5 separate regions of the Mus musculus genome follow, and all the other regions are linked to region 1. Evidence: chromatin contacts called from public Hi-C, HiChIP or PLAC-seq and Micro-C data. All regions are on one chromosome and are shown on one strand. Each heading gives the region's core, a stretch centred on a gene start, on an enhancer-like site or on the middle of the called end of the contact. The rest is flanking DNA. Distances are from core to core; before and after follow the strand shown.

The links. A called contact is a pair of places that touch in the nucleus more often than the background predicts. HiChIP or PLAC-seq counts read pairs in DNA pulled down with a chosen protein or histone mark.
Region 2: a contact with region 1 is called in a Hi-C map of the C2C12 cell line, with 3 times the contacts expected there. The contact joins the enhancer-like site here to the promoter of Bcor in region 1. A contact is called at or near these places in 7 of 484 Hi-C or Micro-C datasets (the AML12 cell line, the C2C12 cell line, the G1E-ER4 cell line and 3 more), 3 of 115 datasets of contacts at active chromatin or transcription factors (large pre-B cells, pancreatic cancer cells and stem cell-derived neural progenitor cells) and 1 of 9 other capture datasets (embryonic stem cells).
Region 3: a contact with region 1 is called in an H3K27ac HiChIP or PLAC-seq map of trophoblast stem cells, with 7 read pairs. The contact joins the enhancer-like site here to the promoter of Bcor in region 1. A contact is called at or near these places in 6 of 484 Hi-C or Micro-C datasets (the G1E-ER4 cell line, cerebral cortex, differentiating embryonic stem cells and 1 more), 4 of 115 datasets of contacts at active chromatin or transcription factors (embryonic stem cells, stem cell-derived neural progenitor cells and trophoblast stem cells) and 3 of 9 other capture datasets (adipose tissue, embryonic stem cells and pancreatic islet).
Region 4: an H3K4me3 HiChIP or PLAC-seq map of pro-B cells shows a contact between it and region 1, with 3 times the contacts expected there. The contact joins the enhancer-like site here to the promoter of Bcor in region 1. A contact is called at or near these places in 4 of 484 Hi-C or Micro-C datasets (B cells, the C2C12 cell line, muscle stem cells and 1 more), 10 of 115 datasets of contacts at active chromatin or transcription factors (the NIH/3T3 cell line, embryonic forebrain, embryonic hindbrain and 6 more) and 1 of 9 other capture datasets (embryonic stem cells).
Region 5: a Micro-C map of muscle stem cells shows a contact between it and region 1, with 10 times the contacts expected there. The contact joins the enhancer-like site here to the promoter of Bcor in region 1. A contact is called at or near these places in 8 of 484 Hi-C or Micro-C datasets (the C2C12 cell line, cerebral cortex, cochlea and 4 more), 2 of 115 datasets of contacts at active chromatin or transcription factors (embryonic stem cells and large pre-B cells) and 2 of 9 other capture datasets (embryonic stem cells and pancreatic islet).

What each region holds. Positions count from the first base shown.
Region 1 is chrX:12,079,219-12,082,049 of GRCm38.p6, reverse strand. Bcor (BCL6 interacting corepressor) reads left to right here and starts at 1,497. Exons shown (of 15, transcript NM_029510.3): 1 at 1,497-2,232.
Region 2 is chrX:12,322,680-12,325,510 of GRCm38.p6, reverse strand. No RefSeq gene overlaps it. Among named protein-coding and RNA genes, the nearest start is that of Gm14635, 31 kb to the left of the region's middle. Within about 2 kb of position 1,475, at least 16 of the 459 cell types and tissues checked have an H3K27ac peak or open chromatin away from gene starts, as enhancers often do. A contact at or near this core is called in the AML12 cell line, the C2C12 cell line and pancreatic cancer cells, where this site is marked.
Region 3 is chrX:12,301,254-12,304,084 of GRCm38.p6, reverse strand. No RefSeq gene overlaps it. Among named protein-coding and RNA genes, the nearest start is that of Gm14635, 52 kb to the left of the region's middle. Within about 2 kb of position 1,349, at least 6 of the 459 cell types and tissues checked have an H3K27ac peak or open chromatin away from gene starts, as enhancers often do. A contact at or near this core is called in trophoblast stem cells, where this site is marked.
Region 4 is chrX:11,876,801-11,879,631 of GRCm38.p6, reverse strand. All of the region lies in intron 2 of Gm52427 (a long non-coding RNA gene), which reads left to right. Among named protein-coding and RNA genes, the nearest start is that of Gm52427, 17 kb to the left of the region's middle. Within about 2 kb of position 1,336, at least 9 of the 459 cell types and tissues checked have an H3K27ac peak or open chromatin away from gene starts, as enhancers often do. A contact at or near this core is called in pro-B cells, where this site is marked.
Region 5 is chrX:11,928,217-11,931,047 of GRCm38.p6, reverse strand. No RefSeq gene overlaps it. Among named protein-coding and RNA genes, the nearest start is that of Gm52427, 34 kb to the right of the region's middle. Within about 2 kb of position 1,392, at least 34 of the 459 cell types and tissues checked have an H3K27ac peak or open chromatin away from gene starts, as enhancers often do. A contact at or near this core is called in the C2C12 cell line, embryonic fibroblasts, muscle stem cells and 1 more, where this site is marked.

The DNA.
Region 1 (2,831 bases), core at 248-2,747:
AAGACATACTCCAGCCCGTCCCAGAATCGAAAGACCCCGTAGAAGCACCGAATGGGGTAACCTTTTGGCCTCGGTGTCAGGGCTCCCAGCCTGTGTGCCTTGACTTCCCTTCCCGCCAGCTTTTCAAACTGGAGCGGTGTTCGTCCTTGAGGCTCTGCATTCCGGGGAGGCCTGAACCTCGCTTCTCGGCTTCCCCCTTTCGCTTGCCTGCCCTTCCCCGCCCCCCATCCCCCCCTGGCGCCCAGAGCTGCTCCTGGTGCGTAGGAGAAGCTCGATACGTGTCAATTGGATTGAACTGCTGCGGGCGCAGGCTGTACACTGCCGCCGAGCCTTGATCTGCACGACGTTACCGAGTGAAAATTTATGGGCTGAACGGTGAAGCCAAAAGTTGTTCCCGGCCAAGTAAAATAAAACGCGGGAGATACTCTCACGAGGCCGAGGTGAGAGACGAGGGCAGACCTTCCAGCCATCGGAGGTCCGGACTGTGAAATGCTTAAGAACTGGGAGAAACTCAGGCTCATCCCAGGTCCCTTTATGGTCCTCCCACCCCCTTGTGTCCCCAAGAGCAGCCCCCCACCTCAACACAATTCCCACACAATTGAAATGTCCGGGGAGCAAGGGCGCGGAACTGCCACTGTTGCGGGTGGTGGTGTTTTCACGTAGCTCTTAGCGCCTTAAGGGGAAGTAGCTCCTCTGGGAAGAAGGGGCGAGGTGCGGTGGGGGTGGACGCCCACGCGCACTCAGGCTCTGCTGGGCTGGCTCTCGGAGGGGACGCTAGGCCGGGAGAGCGCAGCGCTGGTGGCGAGAGGAGGCAGTGGCGCCTGCCGCTGGGGTTTGACAGCTTTGGCTGAGAGGAGTGCGAGGCGCTTTATGGTAATTGCGGTCCTCCACTGGCCTTCTGGGTAGCAAGGGGAGTCTCGGCGCGCGGCAGGGAAAGCCTCCCCCGCCGCCCCGCCGCCCCGCCGCCCCCCATTCTTGGGGCTGGGGATTTGTTGGCCGACCTAGCCGTCGCCGCTGCGGAGTCGGTCTCCAATACCCTAGGACGTGAGCCCTGGCTGGGCGTGAATGCTAACTCGGCCGGAGCTGGGACGGAGAGGACAGAGGGCGGTAGAGTTGGGGGGGGGGTACGAGGACACGACCCGCCACCCAGGTGGTTTGGGGTTCAGATGTGGCGAGGCCCCAATGCACCCGGCTGGGAATCCGTGAGGGCCGGGGAAAGTCGGGCGAACCTTTCCTGGGGAATCACCCCCTCCCGAAACCCCACCGCGGAGGCGCCGCAGCGGAGGGTGAGCGGAGACTGGGGATCTCAAACTTGCGAGAGCTGGAGGCGGCGGCGGCGGCGGGCGGGCGGGCGGCTGTCGCTCGAGCGCTGCGCCTGAGGGGGGAGGGGAGGCGGCTGTTGGGAGGGAGGGAGGGAGGGCGGGCGGAGGGAGGGGGAGGAGGAAGAGGAGGGAACCTGGGAGGGGGGACGCGTTGGGATCGCGGCGTGCGGCAGCAGACGGAGCCTGAGCTCCCAGCGGCAAGGTGAGGCAGAGCTGCGCTCCGGGCCGAACGGCGACCGAGCTCTTCGGCCGAGGGGGAGACGCGCCGGAACCCAGAGCACGACCGAGAGCGGGAGCGAGGCGGGCGGCGGTGGCGGAGGGGGAGCACGCGAGCCGCCGGGCGGAGAGCCCGAGCCGCGCTGTCGCCGCGGAGGGACGACTTGGCCAACACACTCGCTCACACACACTCACACACACACCCAGCCCGAGCGGGCGCTCTCGGCGAACCGTCAACATGGCGCTGGGGCTCTTGCCCGAGCGCGGGCGGCAGCGGCGGCGCGGGAGCTGCTGAGGGTGACAGAGCTCGGGCCAGCTGCGGGAGGAGAGGATCGCGCGGGGCCGTCGCCACCTGCCCTGAAGCTCGCAGCCCGCCCCGCCCCGCCCCACCCCCACGCGGCCCAGAGCCCACCCCTCCGCCGGGCCGACCCCGAGGGCAGCAGAGCGGCTGCAGTCGGCGGCGAGCGAGCGCGGCGCTGGGAGTGGACTGCGGGCACCAGAGGAAGCCAAACTTTGCTGCTCGCTGCGCTTTCCCGGCCGGGCTCCTTCACGTAGCCGCCCTCTCCCGACCCCGCACACATTCACCCAGCCAGCCGCCCCCGGATCTTCCTCGCCGCCTGGACTCCGCTCCGGGGAAAACTTCAAAGCGCCGGATCGCAGGGCTCCCTGCCTACTTCCCGACTGGGGATTTCAGGTCAGTGCCCGGAACACCTTTCCCCGGGGGCCGCGGGCGGGCTGGCGCGCCGGGGACTGCAGCCGACCTCCTCCCTCCGAGGGTTTCTCCTCCGACTTCGGTAGACCCCCGTTGGGAGGCTTAGCTACCTTGCTCGCTTTCGGTTTTACATCAGAGCTGCAAGTTATTAAAAATGCAGCCAACCTAAGCGGCCCCCGCATGGGCACCAGGGAGGGAGGGACTCGACGGAGGACCTGCCGCCTCCCGAGGGGTTGGGAGGATCGGGAGTTGAACGAGTGGAAGTTTGCAGCCTCTGTGTGTCTGCGCGGGAGCGCGGTCGTCGCCGAGCGTCGGGAGTCAGGCGGGGGGGGGGGTGCTGGGCTGGAAGCTGGGAACCTCGTCTCGGCGTTACCTCGCTAGCAGGAAGGGGAGGGCGGCGGGTTCCCGTCTGCTTTCTTTTTCGACTCGGAAAAGAACTGTAAAAACCCCCAGCCGCCGCCGCTTCGTCTGGCCTCTCCTGGGGCCCGGCGGTGCCTCCGAGTGGAACGCCGGCTTGAGCGTGCGCTAGTGTGTGCGGCGGGCGCCTCGGACCGAGCCGAGCTCGACCTGCCGTCGTCGCT
Region 2 (2,831 bases), core at 226-2,725, 240 kb before region 1:
TCTGAGATTTTAAGCAGGGAGAAACCTGGTGAGTCTCATAGCTCATCTTTCCATTGATCTCCTTTGGAGTGTCTCCAACACACAGTACCAGCCTTTACAGAAGTCTGCTCATCTAGGGACAAAGGGAAGGAAGACAACAGGGACATGCTCTTCCTGTCTGTGAACCTTCCCTGTTTGCTCTTTAGTGACAAAGGCAGACCCATTAATAGATATGTGGCTTGCAGTACCCATTCTATAAATTACCTACCAGAAACCTACGCATTTGAGATGACCAGGACCTCTGATCCTACCTACAGACAGTGCAAACAGTGAGGATATTGAGTCCTGGCATGTGTCAATAGTATTCTCATTCTAATATTAAGAATCTATTCTTAGACTAGGCATGGTGGTGCACGCCTTTAGTCCCAGCACTTGGGAGGCAGAGGCAGGCGGATATCTGTGAGTTCGGTGCCATCCTGGTCTACAGAGTGAGTTCCAGGACAGCTAGGGTTGTTACACAGAGAAACCCTGTCTCAAAAAACAAAACAAAACAAAAAATAAAAATAAAAATAAATAAATACAGAACAAACCAATCAAACAAGCAAAAGGAATCTATTCCTAGGTCCTGGTAAGTTCAGCAGCACTTATATTAAGTTCAATGGCCTGAGTTTAATATCTGAGGGCCCACATACTAGAAAGACAGAACCATCCAAAAGTCTGACCTCCACACATGGGCCATGGCATGCCCCCCTCAACCTAAATAAATATGATTTAAAAGAATAATAATAAAAGTCTATTTTTATGGTCCTGTGAACTTGTCCCAGATATATGTACGATAGCCAAGGTAACAGGTTGGTAAGTTGACTGACTATATTGGCTACTGGTCGCCAACTATTGGTCACTGACACTGGAGCTGACCCTCAGCTTGCATGCTCAGCTGGCATTTGGATGAGAGAGCCATCTTTTGGCTGGGCCCTGGCAGAATAGCATGAAATGAAGAAGCAACAAAAACCTGTAGGAATTATTCCCAGACCCATGGCAAGGCTAACCAAGAATAAGAGAGAGCTGAATAAAATACAGAAAGAGAAAGACATAACTACAAACAAAAATCATTAAATGAAATAAAATCATTAAATGGGGAAAAGACCGTTTAAATTGGAAGGCAAAATTACAATCAAGTCCTTGTAATCTATAACGTTAATGTTTGATCAAGATGATCCTTTCAAAGGCAGCAAATACAAAGAGATTAAAGACATCCCCTCTCCAGGAGCTTCAGGTGAGGTCTATTTTGGTCCATTTGAACACATTAATAATAAAGTCTGAGTCAACAGTAATGCATCGGTGTCACATTAAAGAAAGAAATCAAAACACTTCCCCTTGGTGTCATTTAACCAGGAGCAAGTCCACATTTGAATTCTCTACTTTTACCTCCCTGTGTCTGCCATCCTTTTGCTTCCTACTGTATGAGTCAGAGTTCGTGCCTGCCCGAAGAATGTCCTGTGACTCTGTCCCAGTGTCTGCATGTCCGGGTGTGTCCCTAATGAAAGGCTCTGCTCTGTCTCTTATAGAACAGCGCAGAAACCATCATATGGGGGCAGAGTGAGGGACACTTTACAGAAATCTTTAACAGTTTCACAAGGGATTAAGTCACTGGCTCCAACTGACCCCAGTTGACTCATAACAAACATCATTGTTTATCAAGCAATATCCGTATGTTGAGTTCAACAGTTATGGTGGATATTAATTTTATAAGATTGCTTTCAACCTCTGTGTTTGCCGCTTTCGCAAATGATACAAATGCATAATTTTGTGTCAGGGGCATGAAAGAGTGCATAATTTAAGAGTACAGTTAAGCATAAGCTAGGTTGTAAAAGCTAATGGGAAATTCAAGGCAAATAAGGTTGGCTGTTACATTGTTCTCTTAAAAGTAGGTTAAACAAACAGGCTGAGTCCACAGTAGGATATCAGTCTTGAGTTTTAAATGACCTCAAGGTATATTATTAACTCTGGCTGTAAGGTCCAGAAAAAAGTTCCAGTCTCTTAGAATGTTAGGGACATTTTCATTACAATATTGCATCACCGCAGTCTGTGAAACTTTTTCTAAATTTTATCACATTTCCTTATTTATTTAGGTGGGGGAGGTATGCTTGTGCCACAGCTCACATGTACTGGGTTCTCTCTTTCTAATGTACGGGTTCCCGGAATCAAACTCAGGTTGTCAGGCTTGACAGCAAAAGCCTTTACCCTCTGTACCATCTCCCTAAACCAAATTCTGTGAAACTTTTAAGAACTGTTGGCCAGGTGATGGTGGTGTATGCCTTTAATCGCAGCACTCGGGAGGCAGAGGCAAGCAGATCTCTGTGAATTTGAGGCCAGCCTGGTCTACAAAGTAAAGTTCCTGGACAGCCAAGATTACACAGAGAAACTCTGTCTTGAAAAAACAAAAAGAAAAAAAGAACTGTTCAATTCTGGGTTGATATTATCCCCTATCCAGAGAATGGTCTTAGCCACTTTAATTAATGTAATCAAGATAACTCCCTACAGGAATATCCGGAAGTACATCTCCCTCGTGATTCTAGGGTCTGGGAAGTTGACAATTAACAGTGACCACTACAAATAGACTAGCAGATGATAGATTGAGTAGGGTCATCTGTGTTATCCACATAGTACAGTCTCCCAAGTGGGCTTCTCTAAGGGTTCAGGAGGCCCAGATATGCTATAAGAGCCAGTGTCAGTATGACCCTGGGAGTGTGGTAAGTGAATTGCTTTGGATGAGATTCTGTTGGAGAAATTGTCACTTCTGTCACTGTTTGATTGGTTAGCAGGGCAGCAGAGTGCTGTTCCAACTGGCT
Region 3 (2,831 bases), core at 100-2,599, 220 kb before region 1:
GAGTGCAAGGGGTCCCATGGAACTGGAGTTACAGGGAGTTGTAAGTTGTCCTGTGAGCGCTGGAAACCAAACTAGATTCTCTGCAGGAGCCGCAAGTGCTTTGGACTCACATGCACACGCTTCCTCGCTTCCATATAAATATATTTACATACGAAAATAATAAAAAAGAAATAAATAGAAAGTTAACCAAGCAACGAGAGTGTGTCAGCAAGCAGCATTACTACAGGGTTCCTGCCTTAAGCCCTTGTCCTGACTTGTCTCAACAGTGGATGTGACCTGGAAGTATAAGCCAAATAAACCCTTGGTTCCCCCATTGCTTTTGGCTCGCTTATTTTGCCATAGCAACAGAGCTCAAACAGAACCTGAACTGGCCTTTAGGATCAAGGAAGGGATTCTCTGTAAATTCTAGACCTGCATGGTCTAGATCGTGAGGTCCAGGTTAGCCAGTACTACATAGAGAGACACATACGTGCACACAGAGTAAGTACATTAAATGCAATAATGTATTTTGAGATATGGTCTCATTGTGTATCTCTGGCCCGCAACTCACTAAGGAAATCAGGCTGGCCTTAAATTCAGAGATTTGCTTGTGTCTGCCTTAAGGGCTAGGATTAAAAGTTTGTACCACCACACACAGCTAAATGTGATAATTTTAAAATAAATAAATCTCTTTTTCCTTCCTTCCTTCCTTCCTTCCTTCCTTCCTTCCTTTCTTTGTTCTAGTTTTTAAGACAGGGTTTCTCTGTGTAGTCCTTGCTGTCCTGAAACTCACTCTGTAGACCAGGCTGGCCTCAAACTCAGAAATCTACCTGCCTCTGCCTCCCAAGTGCTGGGATTAAAGGCATGTGAATCACTACCACCCTGCTTTTCTTTTAATTTCTTTCCATGCTTATGATGGGACCTAGGGCTTCAAACACATGTACTACCAGCCAGCTCCACCCTAGTCCTTGAATCTCTTAATATTTTTTAAAAGATTTATTTATTTATTTATTTATGTATATGAGTACGCTGTTGCTGTCTTCAGACATACCGGAAGAGGACATCAGATCCCATTACAGATGGTTGTGAGCTACCATGTGGTTGCTGGGAACTGAACACAGGACCTCTGGAAGAGCAGCCAGTGCTCTTAACCGCTGAGCCATCTCTCTAGCCCTGAATCTATTAATATTTGACGCTCTAAATTTCAACTATTTTCCTGGCCCAATCTAACTACATTCCTTAAGAAAACAGACAGCTTGGAGGAAATATAGATAAAAATATCAAATGTCCAACTCAGCACAAATTGTCACAGCTCAAGATTTGCTGGTAAAACTGGGTGTGACCTAATCCAAACGGAAGGACTTTTACAAGTTAAGTCCCTTCAACCCTCTTCCTCATAGAAGGGTATGCAATGACAACAGATGTCTTCCAGAGTGCCCGGTCACTTCCTATTTATATTTTCTAGGGTTTCCCTTGTCTTAAACCATTGAGTAGGATTTGTGTGCCGGAGGGGAGGTCTCTACTTCCGGGAGAGACCAGGAGCGGGAAAAGGCAAGGACTCAGGCTTAGTGAAGCCCTGGCCTGACCTCACAGAGGTGCCGGAGTAGAAATGGCACTTGAGTGCTCTTTCTGACCCCAGCCTAGGGAGCTGGGCTTGTGTGCTCCTGCCTAAAGAATGAGTCACTGGCTACAGGCCATGTGAATTCCCAGGTGTGGCTAAGTGGCTCCAGTCACCTAAGGGCAGGCCCCTGAAACAGGTCACAGGTGCAGGCTGTCACTGAGCTGTCAGAGCAGAGAAGCCTAAGGACATCAAGAGTAAAAGGGGTCTGTGTGACCCTTTCCTTTGGTGATAGGAGGAGGTGGGACACAGAGAAACTGAACCTCAATACTAGAAAACCCCTGAATTTGGTTTTAAATCCCAGGCGGCAGAAGCTAAGGGGATCCCTGGTTTTTCTCTTTCTTTCTTTCTTTCTTTCTTTCTTTCTTTCTTTCTTTCTTTCTTTCTTTCTTTCTAATTTTTTTTTGAGACAGGGTTTCTCTGTATAGCCCTGGTTGTCCTGGAACTCACTTTGTAGACCAGACTGGCCTCGAACTCAGAAATCCGGCTGCCTCTGCCTCCCCCCCACCCCCTGCCCCCGAGTGCTGGGATTAAAGGCGTGCGCCACCTCGCCGGCTTCACTTAATTATTTAATGTACACAATATATTTACACCAAAAAGAATTCATTGCTTGATATCCCAATGGAACTGACAACCCAGTGCACATTCTTGTCAGCCTGTGGCACCGAGAGACACTTAGGAGACGCGTAAAGAACACTTCTGGGTGTGTCGATGAGGATAGTCCCAGAGTTGGAGAAAGTGGGTATGTCTCAGCCCTGACCTCTTCTTATTCCTCTGTCTACTTCCTAGTCACCCCGAGGTGAACAGCACTGACTTTACCTGTCCCTGCCATAATATTCTGATGCTCCACAGCCCAACAACAGCAGCCAGGGCACCATGGACTAAAATTTCTGAAACCCAAATAAAGCTTTCCTCCTTTGAATTCTGCCTCTCATGAATTTGTCCAAGAAATAATCTCTGGCTAGCTTACAGAGTAAGCTAGAATGCCCTTGGGTGGCCAATGAGTCACTAGACTGGAGTTAGACTGCCTCTAAACTTTGGGATTTTTTTATTACATATTTATTTATTGACTTATTTATTTATTTACTGTTTGTAAGTATGTAGTGTGCTCTCGTGTGTGTGTGCACGCACGCACACACATGAGCACGCACACCATGATGTACATGTGGAGGTAAAAAGACAGTTTGACTCTATCATTCAGAAACCTGGAATCGAACTCAGATAAACCGTCTTG
Region 4 (2,831 bases), core at 87-2,586, 200 kb after region 1:
AGGGACTTTTCATCTCCGTTACATTCTTATGGGATGATCATCTTATTTTTAGTCCATGGTCAAAGTTGCTTTATGCTGGCCATGACTCTACAAAGCACTCAACCACCGAACTCCATCCTAACATACTTTTTCCCTTCTTATTTTGAGACAGAGTCTCACTTAGTTCCCTAGACTGGCACATTTAAGTGGTGTACAAGCAAAACATTCACACATCTAAAATTTTTTTAAAGTTAAAAAAAAAAATCTCTGAACCTGGTAGTATCTGTCAAATTTTCAAATGTGCATACTCCTTGATATAGTGATTCCTCTACTGGGAGTTGATGCCCCTTGCATGTGTTATGCCATGCTACAGGCAGCTATTGCTACAAAACCAACTGTGTAGGTTTGAATGAGAATGGTCCCTACAGGCTCATGCGTTTGAGTATTTGGTCCTCAGTTTGTGGAGCTGTTTGGGAAGGATTAGGAGGTGTGGCCTTGTTGGAGAAGGTGTGTCACTGGGGATGGTTTTTTTTTTTTTTTTAAAGATTTATTTATTTATTATATGTAAGTACACTGTAGTTGTCTTCAGACACTCCAGAAGAGGGCATCAGATCTTGTTACAGATGGTTGTGAGCCACCATGTGGTTGCTGGGATTTGAACTCTGGACCTTCGGAAGAGCAGTCGGGTGCTCTTACCCACTGAGCCATCTCACCAGCCCTGGGGGTGGGTTTTGAGGTTTCAAAAGACTCACAGGATTCCTAGTGTGCTCTTTATCTCCGGCTTGCCCTTTGAGATGTATCAGGCCTTTGTTGCACCATCATGTACTCTAAGCCCTTGTAATCATTGGTTGTCCTGGAACTCACAATGTAGAGCAGGTTGGTCTTAAACTCAGATATCTACCTTTTGCTTCCAAAGTTCTGGGACTAAAGGCATGTACCACCATGCCAGGCACTGTTATTACTTCTTGGTTTGTTGAGTGGTCCTATTGGTTTGCGTTAGACTAGCCTCATTTTGTCTAGGTTCCCCTGGTGGATCTGTGGTCAGCAGACAGATGGGCTGGGAAATGAGGCTCTGTTCCATACCCCGTGTACCCAGCCAGCCCAGGTTTGCCTTATGCATTTGGAGACACACAAAGAAGAAAAGTACATAAAGTACTTTTAAAAGCAGCTGTTTACATCATTTGCTAAACAAGTCATGTGGTGAAGGGGCAAGGAAACATACTGGCATCTTTAGTGAGAGGAGCAGACTGAGTAAAGGTCAAAGGGCAAGAGGAAAAGACTCGGTGCCGTAGGCATGATCAATCCGCTGCGTGAGTGAAACAAAGGCATGTGGTTACTTACTGCAGCACGGCTGGTGACAGAACCAACTGAGACAGCCATCAGGAAGAGGCGGGCTAAATGAACCATGTCTACACTCTAGAAACATCTGTGGCTGGAAAAAAAAATGAAGAAGCGCTGTGTCTGGTTGGAGAAGTCCTGAAGGTAGACAATTCAACAAAAAAATCCCCGAACAAGTAAGTGCATAAGAGTGTGTGTGTGTGTGTGTGTGTGTGTGTGTGTGTGTGTGTGTAGTAGGCAAACTGTGAAGATATGTAGGACTCTATGGAGCTGAGGAGAGGGTTCAATGGGTAAAAGTGCTTCTTGCCATGTGAGCATGAGAACCTGAGTTCAAATCCCCAAGTCTTGCATTAAAAAAAGCCTGCCATGGCTGTGCATGCCTGCGATTTCAGTGCTGTAGGGGCTGAGGCAGGTAGATCCCAGAGTGCACAGGCTATCTGCCCTGTCAGAAACACAGAGTGTCAAGTTCAATGAGATACCTGGTTTCAAGGGAAGAAGTTGGAGAGTTATAGAGCAGGACACTCACTGTCTTCTTGTAGCTTCCATGTAGGAGTGCATGCATCTACATACATGTGCACAGACATAGGTATATATCACAAACACACAGAGAAAGAAACTGTGCATTTCTATCCATTACTGCTTGCATACAGTAACTATACAAATGAGCATGGGTAGGGGCTCCAGATAGAGATAGAGGGGACATTTTTCATTATATGCATAAAGTAAGTCTCAGACTCCTACAATAACACAGATATAAAAATTAACATTAAACAGCTTCATGGGTGTGCTCACTAAATAAACTCGGAGAAAATACAAACAGCGACTTCTGTGGCCTCCGGAAATCTCTCTAGAGTTCTCTATAGAGAACTTGACCATTACATTTGAGGTCCTGGGTTTGAATTCCATCACACCAGTAAATAAATACAAAATTTAAATCAATGGAAATTAATAAATCAAAAGTGAAACAGTGATCCTCCAGCCTCTGTCTCCTAAGTGCTGGGCTTGTAGGCATGTGCCACTCCTAACATAAGTCTTACGTTCTAACCTGCTTTTCTTTTGTTTGGTCTTTTAAGAGGGTTTCCCTATGTGGACCTGGCTTGCCTTGAACTTGCAGTGATCCTCCTGTCTCTGTTTCTTAAGTGCCACTACTCCTGGCCTGTTTTCTGTTTTGTGGAATCATTTTGGAAAAAAATATTGTTTGTGTGTAAAAGGACAAGTGCCTGCCCCTTCCCACCCCACTGGGTTGTCCTGTCTCCAACGAATGACAACAGGTTACCCCTCTGCTTCTGACCAGGCACTGACATTTCTGAAGGATTCGAGAGTCTATGCGTTGCTTTAAACTGGGATGTATTTCTCAGCTCTTCAAATGTCAGCGTGCCGCTCTGCTAGGACAGGATCCCATTTCTCAGGAAATGTCTAGAGCCAAGTGCCGATGGGTTTCTGTGATGTCACCAAGCTCTGGCAAGCAAGCAGCTACTGAATAACAGCAGGCTCACTTGTGAGCCTGCGGCAGG
Region 5 (2,831 bases), core at 143-2,642, 150 kb after region 1:
AGCTACATGGACAAATTGTATCGGAAACATAAGGGAATTGTGAGCTGAGGCTTAGTTTCCATCTCCAAGATATCTCATTACACACATGCAAACCCTAACAAATCCCATATATGAAACTCTGGTTCTCAAAGCTCTGAACAAGGACCCTCAGTCTGTGTCCTTTCCTGGTTTCCTCTGCTGTCACCCACAGTGCCTCTGCAGCTTTTATTCTGGCTGTCTTGTGTGACTGCTTAGTTTCCATAATAAGAAACCTCATGAGCTGGGGCAGCCAAAGTTGCTTGATTCTTTGCAGTATCGTCAGAGTTGATGAAGGCGCTAGAATAAACTCCCAGAATCTTCAGGCTGTTTTCCAAGAAGGTTGTGATTGGTTTGTGTAGAATCATCAACCCTGGGCCTTGGGGGAGGGGAGGCTTGTGAGCAGAGGAGATGGCCGGCTCAGGCGTGTCTGACCTCTGGCCCTCAGGCCAAGTGTTGCCGCCTGGGATGGAGGCTAGCTAAGAATGGGCCCCACACAAAATTGCAAACCTACAACATGAGGTTTTCTTTTCTGTTTTTAGCTCCATCCATGGCTTGTGAGCATAAACTTTGTATATGACAAAATCCTGTCACAATGGCAAAAGACTGGACATACCTGCTTCATGGACTATGGTAGGCTGTGTGGCTTCTTCCTTCTCCAACTTTTATTTTTGTGACAGGGTCTTACTATGTAGATGAGGTTGGCCTCTAATTCACAGTGATGCTCCCGGCTCTGACTCCCAACCTCTTCAAGCTCAAACCCACCAGCCTCGGGTGTCATCATCTGCAGGATGAAGCTGGCGGGGACTACAGGAATGGAGGAAATGACACAGACATAGAAAAGCTGAGGCTGCCTCATATCTGCTTTCTGACAGAGATGTACCAGTAGCAACCTGGAAACCTGGCCATTTCTTATACAAAGCAGGAAAACAGAGGCAAGGGTTAGCTAGAGGGGGTTTCTGTACCGGTAAGTCTCAGGCCACGGTCATCTGGGAGGAGTTTGGTACTTTCTGCAGACACTATCAGGAAGGCTTCCCTATTCCCAGGGAAGGCCTTGGCGTTCCCAGGAGTCTGATGCATTGGGGTACGTGAAGTGGCTCCTCACACTGGAGCTTTTGAAGGCCAGGTCAACGGCCACGATACAGGCACACAGGCTGGCCAGAATCCCACATGCTCCCAAGGTTTCAGAATTTTTTTTTTTTTTAATCTCCCCTGGGTTCCTCACATGCTTTGGGTAGCAAAAGAGGGGGCCTGAGGATCAGGAAGCAAGTGATTTCTCTAGGATGACGGCTGCCTCTGTCACTCTTCGGCTTCCCCAGGGCCTGGCCTTATTAGGATGCCTCCATCCTGAGTCAGGCCGGAAGTTGCTCGCTCTGGTGTAATTACATTAAGCATCCAGGACGGTGATGTGGGGACAGCTTGCCGCAGTGTTTTGCAGGGCAGTCTGCATTCTTTGGTGTCTTGGTCAGCCTGGCTTCACAGTCTGAAGCCTGCATTGCTGGGCTGGGCAGAGGGACAGGTTCCCCTTGCCAGCTCAGGTCTAACTGCAGAGTTCTCTAGGCCAGTGAGCAGCCAGAGCCAACCCCTGATTGCCTGAATCCTCCTGCAGGGCAGACAGCAGGAACCTGTGTGGGAAGGCAGGCAGAGCACCCTTCTCAGCCTGCAGGGGTACAACTCTGAATGGGGGGCATGGGCCTCTTAGTCTGCCCCTTGCTCTCCAGACTGACTAAGCTGTTTGTGTTTATATACACACAGCTGCTCTTGGTGTCTATGTGTAAACCTTTCTTTCACCTTAAATGTTTAAAAATAACATCATTTATAAGCAATGCCAAGTTAGCCTTAGGACCGAATCTCACACCCCATACCAAAATAAATACCAGTTGAATTAAAAAAAAAAAAAAAAGCAAGACAAAGCCTGAGGAGATGAGGAGATGGTTCCCTGGGTAAAAGTGCTTGCTTTGCAAGCATGCGGACCCAAGGTCAGATGCCCAGCATCCATGCAAAAGCTGGCGTGGTGATATGTGCCTGTAACCACGGGGCTGGGGGAGAGACGCGAGAGACATGGGCACAGATGGGTCCAGAGGCCTTCTCAGCCAGCTAGTATAACCAATTGGTGAGTATCGGGGTCTGTGAGAGACCATGTCTGAAAAATTTAGCTGGAAGGCATTAAAGGCAGACACCTGATGCCAACTTCTGGCCTCCACATGCACCCGCACGGGAGGAACACCATTGCCACACACATGCACGCACACACATACAATGCAGACCTAATAAGAAACATCTTGAAGAATGAACAAAAGCCGTTTTGAAATCTCTTAGTAGACAATTAGTTGAGAGGGTGGCATGGATCACTGGCGTTTTCTTAAAAGATGCCCACCTCACCCATAAGCAGAGCTAAGTATAAACGGGGCAGTAACGTGATGCTGATTTCCCTTACGTTTGCAGAAGAAAAGTATTGGAGGAGGCAGAAAGGGACAGACAGTGGCGATGTGAATTGGAACAGCGTCTTTGGAGAACAATTCGGCCATATTTATACGCATTTAAATGTGCTTTGAGCCGATAGCCCAGATTTCTACTGTTAAGGTAGACCTGCCCCAGCACTCAGGGTTTCCTGCCATCACTTTATGCCCTCAAACTGGGAACAGTCTTCATGCTCAACAGAAGGGGGGGGGGGTTAAATAAACAAGGCGTATCCAGGTCATGAAATACTGTAAGATGATTGAAAAAATAACATAGACAGATACGGAATATTCTCCAAAGAAATGAAGTGAAAAAAAATCCAATTGTAAATCCATATGTAGAGCACGAACACATTT